Regions from separate parts of the Cricetulus griseus genome. Here regions 2 and 3 are each linked to region 1. Evidence: chromatin contacts called from public Hi-C data. All regions are on one chromosome and are shown on one strand. Each heading gives the region's core, a stretch centred on a gene start, on an enhancer-like site or on the middle of the called end of the contact. The rest is flanking DNA. Distances are from core to core; before and after follow the strand shown.

Region 1 (4,816 bases), core at 1,063-3,562:
CTATCTGAAGGCAACAAAGGATTGGGATATCTAGAGGCTCTTAATAAAAATGTGACAAGACAGAGAATAATATAAGACTAAAGTAAAGGGAGGAATAATTTTTCCTAGCATAAAGTGTCCACAGAAGAATTTCTTATTTAGGAAAGTGGATGATTTTGTGGTTTAATAACAGTTCTTAAATCTTTAAAGTCAGAAGAATAAAATTCACCTTTAACTCCACAAAAAATTAATTTTCAGCATTCTTCTTATAATTTATCACATTGATCATCTGGGTAGGAATTTTGGATTCCATTTTGGTTAAATAGACACTTTGAAGGTGTCTTTTTTTGGTTATTATTTCACATGTTTTACTTGAATGGTTAAATTTTTGTCTTTACTGTTTTGTAAGACAAGGGCACCTAAATATTCTAATTTTTCCTTTTAGAATTAGTACCTAGTATTGTTTCTTTGAGAATTATGTGTCAAAGTGCATTTTGAGTATTAGTTTTTATGAATACTATTTGAAAAAACTGATATTCACCTGGTACAGGGAATTGTACATGTTAAGTACAAGTTTTGATCTATTCTTTAACCCTGACATTTTTTGATGAAATATTCATAATAGCACTATTATTCTATATTAGGCTTAGGATTCCAGCTGGGGATGACACTTAACTCCAAATTTTCTTCTGTAAAAAATCGGAAATAGTAGTGAAATGTTTCTCAAAATCAAATCTCAACACAGCTTATATTTGTTTATTAGAGACTGTTTTTCTCTGGGGTAGAACTTGAGAATCCACACCTTAGTAATTTCTCTCAGTGATCCTAAGGCAGATTAAAGTATAAGGAACATTGGTCTAAAGAAAGCTGGAGGTGGGGAATAGTGGGGAGTGGGGGGGGGAGGGGGAGGGGGAGGGGAAGCTGGGTGTAGTAGCCCTTGCTTTTAATCCTAGCACTCTTGAGGTAGAAGCAGGCAGATCTCTGTGAGTTCAAGGCCAGCCTGGTTTACATGGTGAGTTCCAGAACAGCAAGAACTACACAGTGAGACCCTGTCTTGAAAATAGAACAATATTTAAAAAAGAAGCTGGAGTGTACAGGAATAAGCAATTTATATTTTGATTGGAGCTTTGACAACATTTGTACCTAGGAGAAATAATAAACGATAGCCACTGTCTCTATGAAGAGAAATGTGGGTAAAGTGATGTTCGTGTGTCATTTTGAAAATGATGTGCCAAAGGACAGATGGACGGTGCAACTTGGGGCATTTCAGTAGCCACTGTTCCAAGCACAAATTTACCAAAACAAGTATACAGGGGACACTCAAAATGTTTTGCTTTGTCAGTATCTACTTGAAGACTCCTATCAGCCTCTTCCCTATTCTTCAGTGACTCTGGTAGCTTCATTTGCTTTGATAACAAGCACTTCTACACAGTAGGTTTTAAGTGATTGTAAAAGTTAATGGCATTTGAATGCTATCATTTACACACACACACACACACACACACACACACACACACACACACACACACACACACACACAAGATTCTAATATAGCCAGAACTTGTCTTCTTGGGATTTAGATTAAACCTGTACCATTTAATGACAGAAGGCCCAGTCTTTGCTGACTAAATGAAAGAAAACATATTTTATATATTTATTCTCCTAATCACTACTAGCAATTAAAAAATACAGGTGGACAGCGGTACGGGTGGATTACTAGTAGTACCAACTTAACTCTCTGGGTGCCCGCCCCCAAATGGATAATGTCTGGGACTTCCATCAGAGCCAGGGAAATCTTTCACTCCAAGACTAGGGAGAAAAGTACTGTCAGGGCCAATCAGAACGCTCCGCCGTTTGCTTGGGGCTCTCAGGAAGGACTGGCGGAAATGAGACTTTATTGGCTTCAAACAGTTGGACAAAGGCGGTCATGCCAGTGGGGTGGTGGTGGGCACTTGCTGGTGGGCCACCAGACAAGGCGTGACCCGGTGGGAACGACCACTGCTCAGACGGTCCCTAAACAGGTAAGCGTGAAGCACCGCGGAGACGTCCTTTCCCGGAACCCTGGAGGCAGACCGAGGGGCGTCTGCAGCACCAGCACCAAAAATGGCGCGGACGCACTTCAAGGCCCGTCAGGTGACAGCGCTCCAATCCGCTGCCTGCCCTCTGCGGCCCCGCCTCCAGCGCCCCTCCGCGTGTGGGCGTGGCCTGCCCGGAGGGCATGTGGGCGTGGCCTGCCCGGAGGCGCTTTCTTTAGACTCTCAGAAAGCACGAGCTACGCAAGCGCAGTCGGGCTCCAAGCCCGTTCTCCCCGCCCCCTGTCCCGTGGCCCCGCCCCGTTCTCCCGGGCGGGGCGGGGCCCGGGGTCCGGCTACTGCTGGCTGGAGAGCCAGGGACTTCCTTGTTGCGAGCCTCGGCCCGGCCGTGTCCCGGCTCGTCGTGCTCACCCGGACGGCCAGCGCGAGTCTAGGGCCCGGCCACAGCCATGCCCAACCCCAGCAGCACGTCCTGCCCCGGCCTCCTCCCGGAGGAAATTAGGAACCTGTTGGCAGGTAAAAAGCGGGAAGGGGGCGGTGACACTGGGGGCGGGGGCGCGGGACGGCGAGCCGGTAGGGACAGAAGCGCTCAGCCTTCACCTGCCCGCCGTGGGGACGTGCCGAGTCGGGGGCTCAGGGAGCCGGGGTGCGGGGACCAGGAGGGAGTGGGCGTGTATGCTGAGACGTGCTGATCCTCCCCCGAGAGCCGGGAGTTGCGAGTTTCCCAGAGACCCGAAAGTGAGGGCGGGAGATGGGCAGCAAGTGTTGCTGAATGCATGCTTGAGAACTGCAGGCATTAGTTCCTGGGCGGCCGGGCCAGGAGGGAGGGGTGCCGCTGTTAGTTAGCAAGGACACTGTAGGGCTGCAGGTGTTGGGAGGTAGGAAGTGCAAAGGTGCTGTTTCCAAAAGATCTTTCTCTTGAACAGTCAGGTCAAACATGTTTACATTTTTGAAGTGTGCCTGATTTTCAAATGGCCACTGCCTCCAGCCTCAGTAACTATTAAAGGGAAAAGGGAAGGATGTGTTAAAAGTCCGACTTCCTGTGTCACGTGATGAAAGAACTTCGTCTTTTGCACCATCATCTTCCCCTTTTCGGTTTTACATTCCCATTTATAGGAACTTTGAAGAGTTGAACTGTGGTTCCTAGTGCTACTATGAACCTACTGTTAGCAATGTATGGAGGTGTGTATTTCCACTTAAGGATCAAGAAAAGCTCTATAGTTCTGTATCAAGTAGAGAATACCCCTTTTTAGAGTAGCTTAAGGCTTCCCTATCCTGATGGTCTTGGATACCATTATATACTTTGTCTTGTAGATGTCAGAATTCTGGAAATGGAATAATTTTAGTTTGGCTGTCTCTAAAAAATTTCTTCCAATACTGATCATGGATAACTGAATTAAAAAGTTTCTCCTAGATGTTGTAAGTTGTGTACTTTAATTGTTAAAAAGCGAGGCCACCTAAAATGTCACAATTCAACTAATAAGTTACTGTTGCAATAGTGTGAGAGCAAGCGTCATAATACCTTGTTAAATTGTTGGGTTGTGTGCATCATGAAGATGATGGAAAAATTCAAGTACATGTATGGATGCAGTCTTGTATTCGTATGAGCATGATGCAGGATGATGGTGTACTATGTCACTCTGAGAAATGCTTCTTGTCATTAACGAGTGTCATGAAGAAATGATGAAAGACCTATTGATGCTGATATAAGGAAGCGTTTTTTTTTTTTTTCATCATATGGGCACTTATAGGAATATCAGTTTTGTTTTACTTATAGTTAACTTTTTTTGTGGGGGGTCATCTTCTGGAATTGCATGTTTAGAAAAGTATCTTAATAACTAGATCACGAAAACTGTTTTATTCCACAATTGTTATTGTTTTCAGGTTAGTTATTCCAGGTCCATTTTTTTTTGTTTGTTTAAAAAATACCTCTGTTTAGCTTTTAAAGCTTGACAGCTCCCTTAGTAGCAAGTTACCATATGGATTCACAGTTATACTTCTAGCATAGTATGTATGCTGTGTGAACTGTAAGGCCCATCACTCTCTGAGCCTCATAGATTACAAGTGTTTTCTGTGGCTCTCTCTTGTGTCATGTAAACCAAAGCTCAGAATTACACATTTATCTGCTACTGCTAACTTTCTGTATATTTCTGCGGTCTGTTAAGTCAGAGGTTGTACTAGCACAGTTTTTGAAATTATCTTTTTATAAGATGCATGGGGGTTAAAACAAATCTTAAAACGATAAATGTTTATAGATTGCAAGTTTGCCTTACACTTTATTTTAGAAGATGCTCATGGATATGGTATATAGTAAAGGAATTAAACAAGTGAGCTAGTCTTCTTCACGGCTTAAAACAACTTTTAATTATTCAAAGATGGCTAAGGTTTTATGTTTCATTAACATCTTTAGACTAGATGTCACCCTTGAATCTTATTGGGATGCAGGTTGACGATTCCATCACTCAGGTGTTTGGGTGATAGTACATGATTAAATATAGAATTGTAAAATTAGAGCTAAGTGTTTTAACTGATTGGGTTTTAGAGATATTGCTGACTTACTTAGTACATTCTTCTTTAAATTGAAGAAGAGATTCTGATCCTGGTACTTGTAATTAGTTAAGACTCTTAAAATTTGTGGCACAGTGTGAATTAGATAAGGAGCCAGCCTTTACAAGAATTTAAAACCCTCTGCTTTCAGAAGGAAGAAAAATGGCATTTGGTTTTATGTTTCATATGCTCATTATCTGAGTCATCATATGTCATACACGTTCAGTATTTGCTTGATGGAGATAGGTGCTCAAATG
Region 2 (4,816 bases), core at 1,283-3,782, 180 kb before region 1:
CTTCTGAGCTTTCCTTTGGTGTCTTGGACGTTATGTAAAGGCAAGAGGTGCTTTTTAGTTTTAATGTTTTTCAAAAGATTATTCGATTCAATGGGATTATGCTATGCTTGCTTGCAAAGGGAGCCTGTGGAAGGTTTAGGAGAGGTACTGAGACTGTTTATTACAGCCATAAATCTTGCAGTAAAATGTCAAAATGTCGGTGTGTGAGATAACACTTGGTGGTCCTGGCTCCGTTTGTGTTTATGATAGAAGCACAAAGACAAGTTACAGGCCTTGAGGGATTCTGTGTAAGCCCATCTTCCTCAAGTAATAGAACCTCCGGAAACAGGCATAGTTAACTCACGCAGCTTAACCATATACAAAACAGTGCCAGTGTCTCCTTAATACTTAAAAGTAAAGACTCTGTAGACCACTCTGAGGCTAAACAACAGGAATTCTATGTCTCAGTGCCTGTAAATAATATTAAACAGACATGGTTAGGACTCATGTGCTTGGTGACACCAGGAACAGGCAAGATTCCCTCATCATGCTTTTTCTCCAACTTGAAACATAGCCAGGTGTGTAATACACATATATTTGTATATATAGTATGTATGTGTGCTACTTAAGTTAGGTAATATATAATTTATGTATATATTTTCTTGCTAGAGAGGGCAGCTACATCACGGGCTAGATTTCCTCCCTCTAGTCTAGAGAGGCTATCTAAAGGTTATAATCAGTGTTGATTTCTATCTATGGCTCAGATTTCATTAAAAAAAAATCAGGGTGTCTCATGTCAGTGGACAGCTCTGTATGGGCCCATGCGTTTGGTGTGGAAAAACCTCTTTGTGCCATTTCAGGACGAGTCCAGGCTGAAACTAACATGATCCTTTTCTTAACCTCTTTTTCTAAATTAGTTTAAAGATTAGTCTCATATAATAGTCTTTATGTGGCTAAGCATTAAATGACTATCCATCAAATGGATATATCCCAGCATTTAGTAGCCCAAATGAGCAAGCGATATAAATGAAGATAGACCTGACATTCTTCTTCTTGAAGTGTCTCCAGGCTTGGGTTTATAACTTTCCTTGTCTTTGACACTCACTTGTGAGAAGGTTGTTGGTTTCTCCTGCTGTCTGAAAAATCAACTAGGTGCACCAACTCAAATATTTTTGCTTTGTATGTCAACATGAGAGTTATGCTAGTTTGCACTGTTTTACTATCATGCAAAGGGGATCTAGCCGTGTCTGCTGCTATTCAGAAGAAAGGGAACACAGTAAGAATGAAGCATCAGGGTTTACTTCAAAGATCAACATTAGGTGGAATTAATAAGTAATTTATTTGTTAATGATGACATAAATAGTTTACCCATCAAATTTCAATTACCAAATGGCAGACAACAGTCCCCTCTCTCTCCTTTCCGGAGCTACTGATATCGTTAATATGCTAATTTTCAGCAATTCAGAAATTACAGACTGTCCTGTAAATATAAGCCATTGCCACAGCCTGAAGAAGGAGCATCCAAAAGGTGAAGGAGGGGAAAAAAAAAGTCAGAAGACCGGTTGACGATCAGACCCGCAAGGGTCTTATTCTATCTCAAGCTTGTTTTTGTTTTTTTGTTTTTTTTTCTATGATAAGAAGTTACTGGATTCAAAGCCGGGTTTTGTGCAGGCGTTGCCTCTCCATTCCCATTCTAGGGTGGAGGTCTCACAATAGCGCCCAGTAAAGGAGGCGTGTTTAGCTCTCTCGTCAGCACCTCCAAAGAGTAAATGAAAAAATGCTGTACAAATTCTGCCTCTGGAAAAAAAGAAAGAAAAAAATTTAAGCATCCACGAGGTTTTACTGGAACGCCCTCGCTGTGCGTCTCTAACTGGATTGTTCAGCGGCCCATTCCACCCACCCTTCCTGTGCAGCGGCTCCAGGCCGGCTTCGCACAGCAGGGGCTCCCCAGCGGCCGAGGGGATGTGCAGAGGGTGGGTCAAGAATCAACGCGCGCGCGGGCGAGGAAAATGGGTCTGTAGGCCTGCTTCGTTTTATCCCGGGGCTAGGACAGAAAGCCAGGGTCTGCCTCTTGGTCCCAGTGTCCTTCCCTGTCCTGGAGGGTCTCGAACCCTCGGAGGATCACCCGAGGCCTGGATGGACGGGAGGTCAGCGCTGAGCCGTGGAGACCAGCTGCCCCCAGGCCTAGGGCAGACGTGGGCAGGGAGAGGGCTCCAAAGCGCCCACAGCCTAACAGGCCCCGACTTCTCAGCCGGAGTCCAAGTTGGGGGGCCTCGAGGAACCCAAGCCCCGACTTGCTCCTCCCGCCCGCCCGCTCGCCCGCCCGCCGGCTCGCCCGGGCGGAGAGCCGCATCCATCACGCCCCCGCGCGTTTCCTGATCCGGGTCCGCGCGCGCGGATCGCCCATTGGCCGGGTCGCGGCACGTGGGACGCGGGGCGGGGCGCGCGCGGGGTGCGCGCGGGGGCGGGGGAAGAGCGGCTCGAACTTCGGCGGCGGCGGCGGCGGCGGCGGGAGGGGGAGGGCGAGCGTTTGACAGCGGGGGGAGGGGCGGCGCCGGGGATGGGTTGGGGGGGATGGGAAGCGCGGCGAGAGGGGGAGGGGCCTCGGCGAGCGCAGAAAAACGACACCGCGAGAAAAATTAGTATTTTTGCACTTCACAAATTAATGACCATGAGCTCGTTTTTGATAAACTCCAACTACATCGAGCCCAAGTTCCCTCCCTTCGAGGAGTTCGCGCCGCACGGCGGCCCGGGCGGTGGGGACGGCGGCGCGGGCGGGGGTCCCGGCTTCCCGCGGCCCCAGACCACCCCGCACCTGCCAGCCCCGAACCTGCACGCTGCCCGCCAGGCCCCGCCTACTACGCGCCGCGGGCGCGCGAGGCCAGCTACCCCGGGGCCTGTACCCCGCGCCGCTCCTGGCCGCCGCGCGCGGCGCCCGCGCGACCCGAGCAGACCCGGCCCCCGGCGCGCACCCAGCCCGGCCCGCAGCCCCCCGCGCCCCTCGCACTGCGCTCCGGGCCCTGCCACCCCGGCTGTCGCGACGGGGGGCAGCGCCCCCGCGTGCCCGCTGCTACTGGCGGACCAGGGGCCGGTGGGCCCGAAGGGCAAGGAGCCCGTGGTGTACCCCTGGATGAAGAAGATCCACGTGAGCGCCGGTATGTGGCGCCGCCGGGTGGGCAGCGGGCGCGGGGGCGCGGGGCAGGGCGCGGGAAGGGACCCCCCCCATCTGGCCCGCGCTTTGGCTGTGGGTGTGTGCACGCTGCCCGAATCCTGGTCCCAACGTGAGAACCCTTTTGTACCCAGGGTCCCTTTATCTCAAGATTTACGAGACGCCAAACTGTTAGGGCAGTAATTATAGCCCCCATAAATTTAATTGCCCTGGCAGAGGCTCCGGGCCATGTGTCTTTGAAGCTTTTCTTCAGCCCCAATGCCCAGCACCATTCTTTATGGCTCTCGGGTGTTTCCCGTTGTCAATAGCCTGTGAAACATTTTCTTTGCCGTTTTATGTGTCTTGCGTGAACTTGGTGTCAGGTTATTATATAATGATGATGTCCAATTGCTCTTCTCCACCCTATCTCCTCTCTCCTTCTCTTCCACTCCCTCCTCCTTGGCCTTCTCCTTCCGGGGTTCTGGCGTTCAGTCAACCCCAGTTATAACGGAGGCGAGCCCAAGCGCTCTCGAACAGCCTATACCCGGCAGCAGGTCTTGGAGCTGGAGAAGGAATTCCACTTTAACCGCTACCTGACCCGGCGGCGCCGCATCGAGATCGCTCACACGCTCTGCTTGTCTGAGCGCCAGGTCAAGATCTGGTTTCAGAACCGGCGCATGAAGTGGAAGAAAGATCACAAACTTCCCAACACCAAGATGCGATCTTCCAACCCTGCATCGGCCCCTGCCGGCCCGCCTGGAAAAGCACAAGCCCACAGCCCCCACCCCCATCCCCACCCTCTCCCTGACGCCTCCACACCCATTCCCTCCTCCATGTAGTCATCTGAGGACCTAAATCAGTTCCTGTCACTTACCTGCCCTTCTCTCCTGCTCCTATCCTCATCCACTCCTCCCCAAGAAAACCATGACAGACACCAAAACAAAATTCAACTTGGTGGAAACCATAACCAAAAAGAAGATATTATCCCTGGTAAGTGTCTGTGTAATCCCCAAGAGGACAGATGTCCTGGACACTGCCTAGTGGAACAACCTGCTGACCTGGACAACCTTGCCAGGGGTGGAAACCTGTGAGGAAGCGCTTATCATGGAATGGCTTTGAGTCAGCAGGACAGCACATGCTGACTGGGGACATGCACTTGTATCGTTGTGACAAGCAGAAGAAGCAGGCCCTTTCCCAGCTTCCAGTACCTTCCTCTTCTACATTAAGGCAGCTCACATGAGCTTTACTGAGTAGACATTGTGGACCTCACCAGATTATTTAATTCTCAAAATGTGTAGAACTCGATGGTAGGTGTGGCATGTAGTTTCCTCTCCTTGCATTTATTTAAAATATTGTTATAGAGATATGATTGTCTTATTCTTGGGCACAATCTTGGGGGAGAGGGAAATGCATTTAGACCCACTTGCAACTGTACAAAGTGATATGGCTGTGTAAAAAGGAATGTGCTAAGAATAAACATTTAAAAAAAACATTAAGAACCTAGGAGATAGATTTGTGTGTATTCCAAGCTTTTCATAAAAACAAAACAAAACAAAAACCAACTCCTCTTGGTGGAGATATTTAACCTTGTGTGCAGAAGCCTTGTAGACAGTGTGAGCCAGGGTCACACTCTGAATACTCTCAGAATTAGTGTCTGTGTGTGTCTTCAACTTGATCTCAATTCTTGTC
Region 3 (4,816 bases), core at 1,209-3,708, 140 kb before region 1:
CAGGGTGGGGGCTGGGAAAGAATCAGGGCTGCAGAAGCCTACCGAGATCAGGCTAGGGGAGGCTGTCTTGGAAAGCCTACCCGGGAAAGCATGGGCCGCAGCCGCAGCCGGCAGAGGCCGAGCCTGCAGTTAATAGGGCAAGGTCTGTGGAAGCCCGGGTGTCTGTGGGCCGGGTTCCAGTGCCTGCCTGTGATCTCGAGAGGAAAGCACCCCATCTAGTCTGTTCAGGAAAACAAAGGTGGAGGGAGAGGGCTGAAGGGAGTGAGAACTAGCACAAGCAGGCCGACAGAGGCCTGGGGCAGCTTTGAGGCCCCAGTCCTGGAGCTAGCATGTTAATGCAAATCCGGAGGGGAAGCCCACGGAAGGCCAGGAAAGAGGCAAGGGGGAGAAGGAATGGACGTCTCCTGCTAAATGAGCAGCTCACCAGCACTCACTCCATTGAGCCTCTCACTTCCTGCCGACCCACAGGAGTCCCTGCTTTCTTCATAGCTGGAGGACTGCCCTCCCAAGACAACCTCCTCAGGGAGGTCTACCTTGCTTTCCTCTGATGATTCCTCAGGAGCTGAAGCTAAAGCAGGGGAAACTTTCCAGTCCTTGCTCCCCCTTAACCAAGCCTTGGGGGTGAGTCAAAGGTCACAGAGAAACACCACTCCTCAAATAAGTGGTTGCTACTGAGGAAGACCAGACACAAGGTCTACTTAGATCTCCCTGAGGATGGTCAGGTTTGGGACTGGGGGTAGGGGTGGAGGGGACCACAACTTCTATATGTGGAGAACAAAACAAAGTCTGAAGAGTGACCTCACATTTGAAAAGTGGCTGCTCTGAACAAAACTTCCTTTTTCTATAGACAGAGAACACCCAAACTCACACATAAATTACTCTGATAATTTCACGTCTAGAAGCATGGTCAGAATAAAACCTGTGCAGAATTGCTTGCAAGGTTTCTTAGGTGATCACTGACTTTCTCCTACTTAAGAACGCGTTCATTCTCTGTGTGGCCTTTTCTCTCTTCAAGCCTAGGGCTGACATTAAACCTAACAGTAAACAGCAATTACCAACACCATCAGCATCATCGTAGGGGTGAGGTTGATGGAAAACAGGACCCCTGTCCTGGGATGATGCTCACATTTGCACGTGTCTCTCTGGGGAGTGACCTGAAGGTTCACACAAGCAACTACACAGTCCGTTGGAAAGTATACAATCCACTCAGCCATCTGTCCACTGCCCCTCCCACCTGCCAGTCCCTCCCCACCCCCCAGACATGCAATAGGGGGCGGTGGCAAGAGGAGGTTTTCCCACTCCTAACAAGCAAGCCCCTTATGAAAGAGAGAAATGTGACGCGGGAGGTCAGCATACTTTGTAAGAACTGTGCGATCCGTCCTTCTGTCCCGTCCCTCCGTCCCTCTGAGGCCTACGCTGGAGCGAGCAAGCTCCTGGGTCTCTAAGAGCAGACAGAAGGCCTGCAGCTCAGGCTCGGCCCTCATGCCGGCCACGTCTGCTAGCGTCATCTTTCTCATCTGCCTTCCACCCTCAAACTCCAGCAGCAGAGTTGCTCCGGATCCTGAGGGACTACCAAGAGCAAAGCTGACTGACTGGGAAGGAGAAAGGGGAAGAGATCCAGAGAAGAGGGAGGGCAGAGAAGAGAGCAGACACCCGGACTTTCCCAGAGAGCTGGGTTCCTAGGGCTCCCCCGCCCCCCTGGGGTCGAATTACAGAAGCTCCCATAGCCACGCTATTGGCCCGTAGGAGTCAGGGCAGAGGGCTCTGAGACCCTCCGGATGAGGACAGTAGCTTCTTTTCTTTCTCTGGTCCCCATCACACCCACCCTGATTCCTCCCAGACAATCCTTTGCGCACGTCCCCCTACATTCCGAGGCGGGTGAGGCAGTGACGCAGCCTTGCCCTAGGCGCCTGGGTTCCAGGCTCAAGTCTCTGCAGGGACTGGGTGGTGGCGGCCATCCCGAGCTGAGGGGATGATGTGTGCTGGATTCCTACCCTTCCCACCCTGTTTGCTCCCGGCTCCGCCAGGGTCCTTGAGACCATGCAGAGAGCTCTGGCCTACCGAGGCCCGCCTCAAGAGAGCCGAGAGGCCTCGTCCCCTCTCACCTCTTGTCAGTTCAGCTTTCTAGGCTGGGTGGGGAAAGGGCCGCGGAGGGTCGCCTCCCATCCCCCACATCCTGGAGGCGGAGGCGAGCAGAGTCGGGCGCGCGCAGAAGTCAATCTCTACTCCCCTTGGCCCCAGTGCTCCAAGTCAGCTCTGGCAGCGGCCGGAGCAGCCGCCGCGGCCCGGGCAGCCTGGGGGGGCGACCGCGCGTCACCTAGACTGAGGAGCGCCGGGGATTTAAATGCCACTGAAACGGTGATCCATCACCGCCGCAGCCGGTAAACTTTCGCAGGCGGCTCAGCCATTGGTTGACAAAGTCACGTGTCCTTCCCCTTGAGTCCTCCGCCTTCCCGCCCCGCCTCTTGCGCACTGTACATTCATATCATTTTTCTTCTCTGGTCCCATGGAGGAAGTGAGAAAGTTGGCACGGTCACCCAGGGCTTCGCAGGACCCAGTCACTCAGTGACAGATGGACAATGCAAGAATGAGCTCCTTCCTGGAATATCCCATCCTTGGCAGTGGCGACTCCGGGACCTGCTCTGCGCGAGCCTACACCTCTGACCATGGGATTACAACTTTCCAATCCTGCGCGGTCAGTGCCAACAGCTGCGGCGGCGACGACCGCTTCCTAGTGGGCAGGGGGGTGCAGATCAGCTCGCCCCACCACCACCACCATCACCACCCCCAGCCGTCTACTTACCAGACTTCTGGGAGTCTGGGGGTTTCCTACTCCCACTCGAGTTGTGGTCCAAGCTATGGCGCGCAGAACTTCAGTGCGCCTTATGGCCCCTATGGATTAAATCAGGAAGCAGACGTAAGTGGTGGGTACTCCCCGTGCGCTCCCGCTGTTTACTCTGGAAACCTCTCATCTCCCATGGTCCAGCATCACCACCACCACCACCACCAGGGTTATGCTGGGGGCACGGTGGGCTCGCCTCAGTATATCCACCACTCTTATGGACAAGAGCACCAGAGCCTGGCCCTGGCCACGTATAATAACTCCTTATCCCCTCTCCACGCCAGCCACCAAGAAGCCTGTCGCTCCCCTGCTTCAGAGACGCCTTCTCCAGCGCAGACCTTTGACTGGATGAAAGTCAAAAGAAACCCTCCCAAAACAGGTGAGTCCTGCCGGCTGGCAAACAAATGTTGCTTGATTTTGAAAGGGGCCGGTGCGCTTAGTTTCCTAGGAAAGTTAATGATTTTAAAAGATGGGTTCTTGCTTCTGTCTAGTGTCTTCTGGAGTTATAGTGTGTGGTGTAGGATGCCCAGGTGTGTTGGGGCAAAGCAGTTTCTGGACCTGGCATTTTCAAAGGGGCTGATGCTTCAGTGGTCTAGAAGTAGGAAGCGTGTGTGTGTGTGTGTGTGTGTGTGTGTGTGTGTGTGTGTGTGTGTGTGTGTGTGGTGTGGTGTGGGTGGGAGGTGTCGGTGGTGGTGGAGTTTTGTTAATATCTACAGGCTCCATTAATCAGAAGCCTGACCACGCTAATGGTTGACTTCAGGTTAACACTTTACATACACATCGTTTGTCACTAGAGCTTCCCAGCTGGGTTTGTGCTGAGCAGTTAACCGAATGTTGCCCCGAACATTGGGCAATCGGATAAGGGTTAAAGAATTTTTACCTTTTCCTCTCTTCCTCCGTTACCCCAGGGAAAGTTGGAGAGTATGGCTATGTGGGTCAACCCAACGCAGTGCGCACCAACTTCACCACCAAGCAGCTCACGGAGCTGGAGAAGGAGTTCCACTTCAACAAGTACCTGACACGAGCGCGCAGGGTGGAGATAGCCGCGTCCCTGCAGCTCAACGAGACCCAGGTGAAGATCTGGTTCCAGAATCGCCGCATGAAGCAGAAGAAGCGTGAGAAGGAGGGGCTCCTGCCCATTTCTCCAGCCACTCCTCCTGGAAGCGACGAGAAAGCTGAAGAATCTTCTGAGAAATCCAGCTCCTCGCCCTGCGTTCCTTCTCCAGCATCATCTACCTCAGACACCCTGCCTACCTCCCATTGAGGCCACTCCAGCCCAGCTCCGTAGTCCAGGCTTCTCCCTGGGCTAGGGTTTCTTACCCAAAGCACATCTCTAGCTTATCTTTCTTCCTTTACAGTCTCTCTTTTTCTTTCTGGTCCAATCCAGAGAGCTCCTGGGCAACATAATGTAGTTCCATAGAATTCTGGAGACTTGGTTGTAAATTAAATCCTTAATCCACATCGGGTGCCCATATCAATTTCTGGTGGCCCCCAAAATTCCTTCCTCACTGTTGTGAGAGTTTTTTTTACACAACCCATGGTTCCTTTCAGATGTCCCTTGGAGGACAGTACCCTTTGCCAGCAGGCATTTGAAGAAGGGAGGCATCTCACCTTTTATCTGTATATTGTTCTTCTCTACCTGGCTCTTAAGTAGGACACACAAAAAAGAGAGTATCCAAAGGCTCATGAAGAAGAGATTGACTGAGTGTGTTTACACAATTAATTCACCCCTTAACTTTCTCTTGAGAGATTTATCTTTATACAGATTTTCTAGAAACATGCAGAACTATATCAAACAGGGTGGGCAAACTTCCAAAACTGGTGATTATGGGTGGACAAAAAAGGGGGGACCCTGGCATTCAAACAGAACCAGATTCCTCAAAAGGTAGCCTCAATTTGCTCTTGCAGAGTCAAGAAGGCCTGAGAAGCCCAAAGTTCAGAACCTTTGCTGTGCCAAGACTTCCCAAATTACCG

What was found. Hi-C and Micro-C count contacts between places; a contact is called where the count stands out from the background.
Region 2: a Hi-C map of fibroblasts shows a contact between it and region 1, with 4 times the contacts expected there. The contact joins the promoter of LOC100762131 here to the promoter of Skap2 in region 1. A contact is called at or near these places in 4 of 8 Hi-C or Micro-C datasets (the CHK-Q cell line, the CHO-K1 cell line, fibroblasts and 1 more).
Region 3: a contact with region 1 is called in a Hi-C map of fibroblasts, with 5 times the contacts expected there. The contact joins the promoter of Hoxa1 here to the promoter of Skap2 in region 1. A contact is called at or near these places in 2 of 8 Hi-C or Micro-C datasets (the CHL-YN cell line and fibroblasts).

The regions. Positions count from the first base shown.
Region 1 is chr8:89,329,121-89,333,936 of CriGri-PICRH-1.0, forward strand. It overlaps Skap2 (src kinase-associated phosphoprotein 2), which reads left to right and starts at 2,313. Exons shown (of 13, transcript XM_027429626.2): 1 at 2,313-2,528. The coding sequence starts at 2,462.
Region 2 is chr8:89,151,767-89,156,582 of CriGri-PICRH-1.0, forward strand. It overlaps LOC100762131 (homeobox protein Hox-A4), which reads left to right and starts at 2,533. Exons shown (of 5, transcript XM_027429635.2): 1 at 2,533-2,825; 2 at 2,828-2,869; 3 at 2,872-2,952; 4 at 2,955-3,134; 5 at 3,620-4,623. The coding sequence starts at 2,540. The coding sequence ends at 3,966. The region is part of intron 2 of Hoxa3 (homeobox protein Hox-A3); the gene reads left to right.
Region 3 is chr8:89,185,528-89,190,343 of CriGri-PICRH-1.0, forward strand. Hoxa1 (homeobox protein Hox-A1) reads left to right here and starts at 2,459. Exons shown (of 2, transcript XM_027429633.2): 1 at 2,459-3,221; 2 at 3,751-4,816. The coding sequence starts at 2,573. The coding sequence ends at 4,106. It overlaps LOC103161127 (a long non-coding RNA gene), which reads right to left and starts at 2,243. Exons shown (of 2, transcript XR_003487720.2): 1 at 2,106-2,243.